Regions from separate parts of the Mus musculus genome. Here all the other regions are linked to region 2. Evidence: chromatin contacts called from public HiChIP or PLAC-seq and promoter capture Hi-C data. All regions are on one chromosome and are shown on one strand. Each heading gives the region's core, a stretch centred on a gene start, on an enhancer-like site or on the middle of the called end of the contact. The rest is flanking DNA. Distances are from core to core; before and after follow the strand shown. Region 1 holds the start of Def6 (differentially expressed in FDCP 6). Region 2 holds the start of Kctd20 (potassium channel tetramerisation domain containing 20). Region 3 holds the start of Tmem217 (transmembrane protein 217). Region 4 holds the start of Fance (Fanconi anemia, complementation group E).

What was found. Promoter capture Hi-C pulls out the DNA fragments that hold promoters and counts their contacts. HiChIP or PLAC-seq counts read pairs in DNA pulled down with a chosen protein or histone mark. Capture Hi-C pulls out chosen DNA fragments and counts their contacts.
Region 1: a promoter capture Hi-C map of adipose tissue shows a contact between it and region 2. The contact joins the promoter of Def6 here to the promoter of Kctd20 in region 2. A contact is called at or near these places in 1 of 39 promoter capture datasets (hippocampal neurons), 1 of 115 datasets of contacts at active chromatin or transcription factors (memory CD8 T cells) and 1 of 9 other capture datasets (adipose tissue).
Region 3: a promoter capture Hi-C map of pre-B cells shows a contact between it and region 2, with 4 times the contacts expected there. The contact joins the promoter of Tmem217 here to the promoter of Kctd20 in region 2. A contact is called at or near these places in 4 of 39 promoter capture datasets (cranial neural crest, frontonasal cranial neural crest, liver and 1 more), 6 of 115 datasets of contacts at active chromatin or transcription factors (craniofacial prominence, embryonic stem cells, epiblast stem cells and 3 more) and 2 of 9 other capture datasets (adipose tissue and liver).
Region 4: an HNF4G HiChIP or PLAC-seq map of pancreatic cancer cells shows a contact between it and region 2. The contact joins the promoter of Fance here to the promoter of Kctd20 in region 2.

The regions. Positions count from the first base shown.
Region 1 is chr17:28,206,499-28,209,198 of GRCm38.p6, forward strand. It overlaps Def6 (differentially expressed in FDCP 6), which reads left to right and starts at 1,280. Exons shown (of 11, transcript NM_027185.3): 1 at 1,280-1,440. The coding sequence starts at 1,345.
Region 2 is chr17:28,951,080-28,953,779 of GRCm38.p6, forward strand. It overlaps Kctd20 (potassium channel tetramerisation domain containing 20), which reads left to right and starts at 1,357. Exons shown (of 8, transcript NM_001356300.1): 1 at 1,357-1,490.
Region 3 is chr17:29,548,315-29,551,014 of GRCm38.p6, forward strand. Tmem217 (transmembrane protein 217) reads right to left here and starts at 1,279. Exons shown (of 3, transcript NM_001162901.1): 1 at 1,195-1,279. It overlaps Tbc1d22b (TBC1 domain family, member 22B), which reads left to right and starts at 1,488. Exons shown (of 13, transcript NM_198647.1): 1 at 1,488-1,680. The coding sequence starts at 1,625.
Region 4 is chr17:28,312,108-28,314,807 of GRCm38.p6, forward strand. Fance (Fanconi anemia, complementation group E) reads left to right here and starts at 1,423. Exons shown (of 10, transcript NM_001163819.1): 1 at 1,423-1,775. The coding sequence starts at 1,537.

The sequences.
Region 1 (2,700 bases), core at 30-2,529, 740 kb before region 2:
TATGATGCTCTCATGAGCCCCCAGCCCCTTCCTGCTGACAGAGCCAGGAAATCAGGGACCAAGTGCATAAGATTATCCTCTCCTGGGACACCTAAGGAAGCCCTCATTTGCTGTTGCTCAGCTGGGATCTTTTCTCTCCTCCTCCTCCTCTTCCTCTCCTCCTCCTCTTCTTCCTCCTCCTCTTCCTCCTCCTCTCTTCCTCTTCCCCCTCTCCTCCTCTTCTTCTTCCTCCTCTTCCTCCTCCTCCTCCTTCTTCCTCTCTCTCTCTCTCTTCCTCTCTCTCTCTCCCCTCCCTTCCTCCCTCCCCCCTTCTGGGCTTTTTTATAGTTTGTTTTTGAGACAGAACTGTTCTTCATAGCCTAGGTGGTCTCAAACTCATCCCAAGGTTTTAGAACTCCAAGTGAGGAGCAAGTGGAGGGGCTGGGTATATGCCCCTGTGAGTGAGTAGGTGGATGGGTGGAGCACAACTCCAGAATTAGCTTCCACTGACTTCATTGAAATTTAATGGCCACCATGATCTGTGTGGGCATTGCATCTGAAGAAGTGGAGGCTGCTGAAGAGGGCTCTGCCCATGGCCTGCCCTGCCCCTGACTGGATTTCTGACGTGAGCCCCACTGTCAAGGTCACCCTGTGTGCCTAAATACAGGCTCTGGTGTCTTGAAAGCCATCAAGTACAAAGTGGGCAGTATTCTGAAGTTTCTTTTAGAGCCAAGGCCCGGGGAGGGGGAAACAGCAAACCAAACTGCCAAGGCACCCTGTCGTGGAGAAGCGGAGAAGCAGCTGGCTCTGTCCTTCCTCCGCTGGGTTGCTTTTGCTTGGGTAGAACTCTGCACTGAGCTTCTGCTGGGTGGCTCTAAAGAAATATCCTGTCCCGGGCCTACAGGGCCTACAGTTTTCTTTCTGTCCAGTCTCAGGCACCCACACAGCTCTGTGAGGTAGGAACGTACTAAGAGTAGACTGTTGGGGCTAACTCATCCAATCGCTTCCACTTGGTAAGCTTGACTCCTGATCCTGTGTCCCTCCAAGTCTGGAAGGGCCTGCTTCCTCTCTCTAGAGCTACCACTGGGAGCCTGGGAAGATCCTGAGGCAAGCAGGCTTCTAAAGTGACTATCTGTGCTGAGGGAGCCAGGGCCCAAAGGAGGGCTCCAGCTCTGGGAGGGTCAGCCCTGGAAGCAGAGCGTGGCGAGAGCAGCTGGCTAGGCCCTGGAAGCAAGAGGGAACAGGCAGGTGGAGCTCTCGCTCCGCTCTGCACCAGGGCCTCTCTGCGGTCTGCAGCCGTTTGCATTTCCTGAAACCGGATCTTGGTGTCAGAGCCGCCCCTGGGCCGGGGCGGGCGCCTCAGCCATGGCCCTGCGCAAGGAGCTGCTCAAGTCTATCTGGTACGCCTTCACTGCACTGGACGTGGAGAAGAGCGGCAAGGTCTCCAAGTCCCAACTCAAGGTGAGTGGCATCCTTGGGGCTCAGGGGAGGCTGACTCAACGTGCCAGCTCCCACCCCAGAGAGTCAGCCACGGAAGCCTTTGCTACTGGCAGACACCTTGCCATCCAGCAGCCCTGGCCCCGGGTGGAGCGCTGACGGGGCCACAAAGGCAGCGTAGCTCAGTGGATGCTCCCCAGAGGGCTCATGCCACCAGAAGCCACTGTCTAGAACCAAGTACCCTGACTGGACAGACAGTAGAGGTGGCATCACGAGGTTCCGAGATTGAGTAGCCAGGCCCCTTCCCGGGCTCCTTGTGGGTTCCCCAGCGTCATGCTTGGGCACGTACCCTGCTCCTCCCTGTGGCTTCCTCATGGCTTTGAAGAAAAACAGTTAGTGCTTGCCCTTGGCTCTGAGAGCCTCCTCCATTTGCAAAGCAAGCTGGCGACTTGAAGCAAGCGGTAATGTGGGCCACCTATCAGCGCAGGAACAGAACAGGTTGGGAGATTTATCTTATAAGACCTCGGGCTGAGGGTGTCGGGGAAGCCGGGTCTGAGAAAACCTCTTCCGTGACCACACACACACACACACACACACACACACACACTCTACTCACCCCCATCATCTTAAAACCATTAGGCCTGGACAGTTCCAAGGAGCGGAAGGAGCTCTCTCCTTCCTGGGTAGGTGTCTTCTTCCCAGGGGAGAATGTAGGAGAAACCAGCAGAAGTCTAGGCTGCTGGAGCCAGGGAGTGTTGGGCCAAGTGTCAGAGTAGCCTCAACCCTGCTAGGGATCCAGTCACTCTCTGTAAATACTTTACCTGGAGCACCACAGGAGGCTGTGTCTGCCTCCCACTCGCCCCTCAAGATCTGGGTATTTACAATTTCCACTGTTCACAACCATGATAGGAACCCTGGGAGGCAGATGGCACAGAACAGGCATGGCCCACCTCTGTCTCAACTCCGACATTGCTGAAGCTGGGTCCTATGAACTTAGAAGCTCTAGCCAGCTCCATCTACCCAGCTGAGCTGGCTTTCTGAGCATCTAATGACTAAGGTTCTACTGCCCCAGGAAAGAGAGTCCAGTACCACCTCTGGTTCCCTAGAGAGGCAAGGTTAGCCCTTCCCATGTCTGCCCAGCTCTCGTCACCGAGTTGAGTTCTGCCCAGAAAGAAAAACAGGTCATCCAGACACCAATCCTGTAGAAACTGTGCCCCCCCCCCCCACACACACACCTTCCCCCAAACCCTGTCTCTTTAGTACTCCACCACATGGCTTCTTGCT
Region 2 (2,700 bases), core at 107-2,606:
TTACTGTGTTGGCTTTTTTGTGACATTACTGTGTTGGTGGTCGTATTTGGTTTGTTTTGAGACATGGTTTCCTCTGTGTAGCCCTGGCTGTTCTGGAATTCACTTTGTAGACCCAGTTTCCTGACTGGATTCCCTGACTTCCCTTAGTGACAGGTGGTATGGGGGAAACTGGGCAAGGTAGACCCGTCCCCCTCCTCCCCTCCCCCCCCCAGAAGCAACATAAGCCAAATAAGGGGGACCTCGATTTCCTGATCCTCCTGCCTCTACCTCCCAAGTGCTAGGATTAATGCTGTGCACACAGGTATTCCCTATATTTTTTTGCGTGGTTTTATTAGTTTATTTAGTGCTCAGCAGCAGTTTTAAAGTAGAATAATGTCAGCACTTGGGAGACAGGGACAGGAGGATGAGGAGTCCAAAGCCATCCTTGGCTACACAGCAAATTCAACATGGGCTGCGGCGTCACATCTCAATAAAATGAACTCGGACCTGGAGACGTAGCTCAACTGGTAGAATAATGGCCTAGGGTGCATGAAGCCCTGGGTTACACCAGAGCCCTTCATAATTCGGCTACGGTAGGGCTTGTCTGTAACCCTATCCATCACTCACATGGTGAAGGTCGGATCAGAGGTGCAAGGCCATACTGGGATAAAGGAGACTGTCTCAAAAAACAAAGAACACCCCATGTATTAAGAGTGGAGAGCCAGGGAGGAGGGAGAAGGGAAATAAAGGTTAAAACAAGCAAACCCCCAATAGAACGAAACACCCAAAACTAGAAGTCTGTGCAATCATTGTGATGGTGTAATCAACTGGTCTGATAACTTTCTTAAGTACAAAAGCCACAAGTCCCCGTGACCCTGAGAGATGGAGCCAGGTTCCTCCTCTCAGGTTCCCTTGTGCGGTTCACAGGAAGCAAGGCAACCAGCTTTCTAATAGTTTGCTTCCAGGTAACATGAAACCTGTAGAATCTTGTTTGCTATCGCAGATTGTTCCGTGAAACTCAAGAGTTGGGGGGAAGTTTTTGTTTTCTCTTTTATCTTGTTTTGTTGTTGTTGATGTTTTTCTGTCTTTGGGCTGCAGTTCATATCCATCCGCCACACAAAGGCGATAGGCTCATCTTTCCGTGAGCATCACGCGTTCCGGGGCGACCCAGCCTCTTTCACCTTCGAGCCTGCAGCTCGCTTTCCTGTCTGAGCCCCTTGGGTGATGGAGCGCAAGCGGCGGCGGCGCGCGTTACTGGGCCGCCCTGGCGAAGAGCCCCAGTTCCCGGCCGGCCGGGCAGGCAGGCGAGGCCCCGGCCTATGGCGGAGTCCGCGGCGGGGGCGGGGCGAGCCGCGCGGCCTTCCCGGCATGCCCCGCGGTGGGCGGGGCTCTTGTTTTGAAGGGCCGGGTGACTCAACCGGGGATCCGCGGCCAGGGCGGGGGCGCGCGGTGGCCGGAGCTTGGAGGTGGCTTCGGGGCTCGGTGTCGGAGAGCGCGGCAGCAAGCGGCCGGTGAGTGCCGAGTGACAGGGTGGGCGGGCGAGCGGGCAGGTGATGGCGCGGGCTGATGATGGCGGCGGGCGCGACGCTGCGGCCTGAGAGGCCCCGTGCGGGCTCCTCCCCGGCCTGGGGAGAAAGGAGAAGCCGGGCGAGGCTGCCGACCAACCACGCAGGGCCACCGGTAGCCCAGGCTGGGGAAGGTTGGTCGCGCTTTCCCAGAACCTCTGGAATCTTCTGTCGGTCCTGTCGCCCCTCTGTTGTCATCCCATGCTTAGTGCAGAACTGGGAGATTTTTTTCTTGCATATAAGAACTTTTTATAGCAGACAGTGTCGTCAGGCTTGCGCCATGAGGACACCTCCTCCCCTTTGTGGGAATTTGTCATTCTTTCTGAACATTCCTGGATTGGGCTGATTTACTATTTAGAAGTAAATCTAATCTTTTAAGTGAGAATTCAGCAAACGAACTAACAGACAGGCCAGGAACTCTGACCAACCAAGCTCTTTCACGGTGTCTGTTTGCTGATAGACAATTGTTTACCTAGAAATTTGAGATTTCTTTTTAAATGATCTCCCAAACAGAATGTTGGAATAATATTAGTTGTGACGAACCTTGAATTAGAACGTCAACCCCACTCCAGAGGAACAAAAACAAAATCTTAAAGTAGCAGTTCTCAAACGCGTTTTGCAGGTCGCTAGCACGGCTCCCAGAAATTAATTCTAGAAATCTAGGGTGGACCCCTGAGTCTACTAGTGCTGGCAGGCAACCACCCCGCTTGGGCCGCCTTGGTAAGCCAGGAACCGGACCTTAGGAAACCAAGATTAGCTTGGCCTGAGGACTGTAAATACTGTCTCATGTCCTTTTCTTTCTGTTGACTTACTCCTCTCCTGTCCGTAATCAGTCGGGAGTCAAGAAGCCCTGATTCGGAAGGCTGTGTGAGAAAGGATAGTGCTTTCTGGAGCCCTTACATGAGAGCAGGAAATGGCTTTTTATCCATATCCTGTTATTGCCTGGGTGGGAGAAAGATGGCGTGGATCAGGCTAACCCACCTTGTTTCTCTCAGGAGCCTGTTGGTAGGATCGTGGGAGCTTGAGCATGTCATTAGGTCTTGGCTCCCACCTCAGCTCTCTGCTTTCCTTCTCATGGTATCAGCCAGGGAGTGCCCGGAGCCTGGGGGGTCTCTGATTCCCTGGGATGTGCCAGCATCAGTAGTATTTATGGGCT
Region 3 (2,700 bases), core at 29-2,528, 600 kb after region 2:
AATGTCCACAGAAGCCAAAAAAGGGTGTCTGATCCCTTGGATCTGGAATTTCAGGCCATTATGAGCCACCTGTTGTGGGTACTTGGGAACCGAACTCAGGTCCTCTGAAAGGGCAGCACATGCTTTTAACCCCTGGGCCACCTGTTCAGGTCTACAGTCCTAGTCTTTTAACATTAGCAAGCAAAAGAAGCCTGAAAACTGGGAGTAATGTCTATGTAAAAAGAAATCACTGAGGGACATATAGAAGGTGTTTCTTTAGGTGGGAAAAGAAGGAGCCTTGAGAATTTGCCAGTATGTTGGGCCAGCAAGATGGCTCAATGGGTATAGGGGCTTACAGCCAGTCTTGACGACCTGAGTTCGGTGAGAAGAGAAAACTGAAGTTCTCCTTTGACCTCTCTCTCTCTCTCTCTCTCTCTCTCTCTCTCTCTCTCTCTCCTCTCTCTCTCTCTCTCACACACACACACACACTGAATAAATGTAATGTATTTTTCAATATTTAGAAACCCTAGGGTGTTAGTACAGAGATGGATTGAGCAGTAGCTCGCACATATCCACAGTTCCTTGTCTGAACAAACATTTCTTCGGAGTAGAAAAAGGAAGTACCCTCCATCTTCCCCCAAATGTCCCAGAACACACTCAAAAAAGAGAGGTAGTCATTAACATGACACCCAAAGGAGACAACATGCTAAAATTAGATCTCATTTTGAGTCAAAATTAGATTGAAAAATGAATCTATAGATGGAAGATTTATAGCCAGTTAATAAAGGAGTTGAGGATATTGGGGGTACATCCTTCATCTTCCTGATTGTTGCCATGGGGATGAACAACGTCCCTAGAGAAAATGCTACTTGGAGGATAAATTAGTATTTCCTAAGCATGACTTCTCAGTATCTGGATCCTCATAACCAGAAAGAGTCAGACCCGAAGAAGGGATTACATCACGAAGTTCAGTTAGCGGAAGAAAGGGGGAGTCTGATAAATCAACTGCTACTCATACAACAGTTACCCGCACTGGGGTATGGCCGGAACTGTCCTCTGCGAAACTAGGACCATAAGGGAACAAGGCGGGGGTGGGGGGGTGGGGGGGTAACCACCCTGGGTGCCATTGAGGTGAGGGACATTAAAAAATGTTCATTATTACATGAGGCCTTCCTTTAAAGACTAATGTATACAAATGTTATGGTTTCTCCTTACCCCTCTCCACCAAGACAACCCCAGAACCTCAGCCCATCAAAGGCAACAGTCCCATCTACTTCTTCCTCGCAGTACCTGGTTCTCTGCCTCCGGGGAGTAGGAACTTTCAGCCCCGCCTTCCTGCCCATCTAAGCCCCGCCTCCCCGGCCCACCTGTGTGCCCAGCCCCTGACGTTGCCGCGGGCCTTCAGCGGCCCGCAGGATCCGGGATCCTCATTGGTCCATCCGCCCACCGGCCTGCTCAGCCCACCAATGGCAACGGTGTTGGGCGGGGGGAGTGCCCACATCCAAGATGGCGCCCCCAGGAGCTGGGAGCGGGTGACCGGCGGCGGGGAAGCGGCCTGGGCTGGCCCTCAGATTGCGGGGTCCCGGGGGCCTGTCGCGGGGCCCCCCCGTGACCCACCGACCAGGCCTTCCCCCGGGCCGGAGAGATGGCCGCCGAGAACAGCAAGCAGTTCTGGAAGAGGAGCGCCAAGCTACCGGGGAGGTGAGCCCAGGACGCTGAGGGGAGTGGGGATTGGACCCAAAGCCTTCCAGATCCTGGTCCCTGAATCCCTCCGTCTTGGGGTACCCCCGAGGCCGGAGGGCTGGTGTCGGAGTAGCCCAGGCTGGAGCAGCTGTCAATCAGAGGAGCCTGGCCAGCTTGGGTGTGGGGTGCAGACTGGGGTCTGGGGGCGGGGAACCTCAGCTGGGAGGTGTCAGGGGACCAGTGTGAGGGGCAGTGGAGTTGGGCGAGTTGCCATTGTCAGCGTAGCCGTGGAGGGCCACCTGCAGACCGCTTCCGACTTTCTACAGAACTCCTTAGGGGTCTCCAACAGCATGGGTGGCTGCTTGCATGAGGGTTGGTGGCCCCATGGCCTTGGTTCCCAGCCCATCATCACATTCCTGTCTTCCCTTGGACTCCCAAAGGGGTTCTGATAGGAGAGCCTGGGCCAGGCCTGCAGGGGTATGAGCAAGACAGGGGAGGGGGAATTCTCAAGCCTGACCTTACTCTGTCTTGAGTTGGTCCTTTCTTTTGAGAAATTATTACAGGGTGGCCGCAGGGTGGAGAATAAGTTATTCCTTCTGGCATCCCGGAGAAGTGATGATTTTTCAGTGTGGATGCATTAAGTTCTTTTATTCTTGTTTTGTTGGAGAGCAGACCTTTCAAGCAACTTATTCCCTTAGTGTTTCTTTCTCTTGTTAGTGTATGTTGACACTGAGCAATTGTCTCTCAGTCAGGCTGCCTTTTGGTTTACTGGTTCCGTTTGTTTTGGGTGATGTCCTGAAAAATGAAAGCCCTATGTGTTTCACTACTGAATTTAAGATTTCTGCCAGCCACAGGCTGCTTGGTGTTAAGAGTTTGTGTCTGGTCACCGCCCTCATGAGTTCTATCCTTAGTGATTTTCCTGTTAAGTCTTTTTTTGTTCAGGTGTAGTCCTTTGACCTGTGACCTCGCACTCTTCCCTTCCTCCTTTCCCTCTCTCTCTCCCCTCTTTCCCATTCTCTCTCCTCCTTCTCTTCCCCT
Region 4 (2,700 bases), core at 173-2,672, 640 kb before region 2:
TTTTGTCTTTTTGCCTTTTCTCCCACTTTGTGAAGCAGTAAAGACCTCACCTTTTCCAACTAATTCTTTTGAAATAAATAGTTTGGCTTAGATCAAAATCAGCTCAAAAATGCTGCCATGGGTTCCCATGATAGAGTAGAAAGCCAATGTCCTCTGTGTGACCTCAAGCCTGGTAGCCTCTCTGATCTCCTCTTCAGCCACCCTGCAGCTCCAGGGCCGTTGCCCTGTTTCTTCTCTTCCTGTAGCAACCTCCCTACAGACTCCCTGACCTGGACCTTATTGGGTTCATTTTGCCTGGTCATCCTATTATAAGGCATCTCAATTTATCTCCTTTTTTTTTTTTTTCTTCCTGAAAGTAACTGTCACGGTCAAAATATTTGATAATTTGTGGCTGGGGAGATGTCTTATCAGTTAAGAGGCCATATTGCTGTCTCACAGAGGACTAAGGTTCAGAACACATACATACTATATACACATAGAGATATTTCCCAGCTACACATACACATACGCCCCATACACATGAGTAAAAATAGAAATGTAAAAGGATAGGAACTAGAGAGATGGCTTAGTGGTTAAGAGTGCTAATTGTATTCGTAAAGACTGGGGTTTCTCAGCATGCGCGTGCAGTCTTAACTGCCTATAACTCAAGTTTCAAAGATTTTGATTTTCTCTTCTGACCTTCCAGGTCTCCTGCACACATTTGGCCCACATACATATATATACACACAGGCACACACACACACACACACACACACACACACAGAAAAGGCAAAATGGAAACAGAGTTGGAGGGATGATGGCTCAGCGGTTAAGAGTATTAGCTGCTCTTGCAGAGGACCCCACATGTAAATTTACAGCCGCTAACTCCAGTCCCAGGACATCCCACGCCCTCTTCTGGCCTCCGCGGGCACTAGACATAGTGCATTTACATATATACAAGCAAATCACCCATACGCATAAAATAATTTTTGCTTTTTTTTTTTTTCTCGAGACAGGGTTTCTCTGTATAGCCCTGGCTGTCCTGGAACTCACTCTGTAGACCAGGCTGGCCTCGAACTCAGAAATCCGCCTGCCTCTGCCTCCCGAGTGCTGGGATTAAAGGCGTGCGCCACCACGCCCGGCATAAAATAATTTTTGAAAAGAAACATTTTAAAAAGACGTGGAGAAGGACTAAGATTAGGCAGCAGTATAGTACAGCCGCTCCATCAAGCGCGGATCAGATTGGCTCCAGACGCAGGAACCGGCCCCGCCCCTTCGCGGGCTTCTCGTACTATGCAGGGAGTTAAGTTGCTTCCTGATGCCCTCGCTCCGTCCCCGCTCCGCCCCTCTCCTGGACGCTCTCTTACAGGTCTGGTTAGTTGATGGTCCCGCCCCCTCCCGATGATCACGTCCCTTCCGGCCCCGCCCCGATCGCTAGATCCCGCCCCTTCAGGCTCTACAGGGTGCTCCGGCTTTCCTTGGCTTCGGGAGCTTTGCGCGGCTGGAGTGGCGCTCCGATCCCGCGTGTCCTAGCCGCCGCCCCGCGTCCGCTCTGCGCTGGCGACGCCGGGGTCGGACTCCGTAGCCTCGGCCGGAGCGGCGCCCTGGGCGAGCCTGGAGGCCCCTGCCCGCCTCCTGCTTCAGGCGCTACAGGCAGGGCCTGAGGGTGCGCGGCGCGGGCTAGGGGTTCTGCGCGCCCTCGGCCGCCGCGCGGAGCACTTCCCTTGGGATGGCTTCCTGGAGGCGCTGGGCCACTTAGAGCCCGAGGTGCGGGGCCCCGACGGCCGCCTAGAGCTGTGAGTCCCCGCCCGTGGCCCCCGCCGCCTCCCCCCTGCTTATTTGTGTAGTTGAGGCAGGGTTCCATCTAGCCTAAGTTAGCCTGGAACTCCGGCAGCCATGTCCTCGGTGACAGGATTACAAGTGCGCGTGCCAGCACTGGGCTGAGACACGCATTTTGTCAGGCAGAATTCTAAGTGCAGACTGAGTTTGTTTGCTTTGCTTCCATCTCCAGTTGCTGAGCTGCTGGTGCATGGCTTTAACTCCAGCATTTGGAGGCAGAGGCGAGCATATGTCTCTTGAGTTCCAGGGCAACAGAGTGAGACTCTGTCCTAAGAAGAATAAAAGGCGGGGTGTGGTGGTGCACGCTGGTAATAGCACTACCCAGTAGGCAGAGGCATGAGGATCTTTAAGTTCAAGACCACCCAGGACAACATAGACTCTGCCAAAACACAAATAATGTATCTCTAATACAGATGTTCTTGTCAAGTGGACACCTGTGTTAAAAATACAGGTCATGCCGGGCGTGGGGGCACATGCCTTTAATCGCAGCGCTCGGGAGGCAGAGGGAGGCGGATTTCTGAGTTCCAGGACAGCCAGGGCTATACAGAGAAACCCTGTCTCGAAAAACAAAAATACAGGTCATACAGTGTAGGGTCTGGTTTCAGCGGTCAGGAAGCTGAGACAGGAGGATTGCTTCAAGTTGGAAACCAAGACTGCACAGGCCAAGAAAACTAGAGACTGACAGATCTCTTGTGAGTTTGAGGCCAGCATGGTATACAGAGCGAGTTCCAGGATAGCGAGGGCTACACAGAGAAACCCTATCACAATAAAGGATATATATATATATATATATATATATATATATATATATATATATGTGTGTGTGTGTGTGTGTGTGTGTGTATGTATATATGTATATATGTATGTATGTATGTATATGTA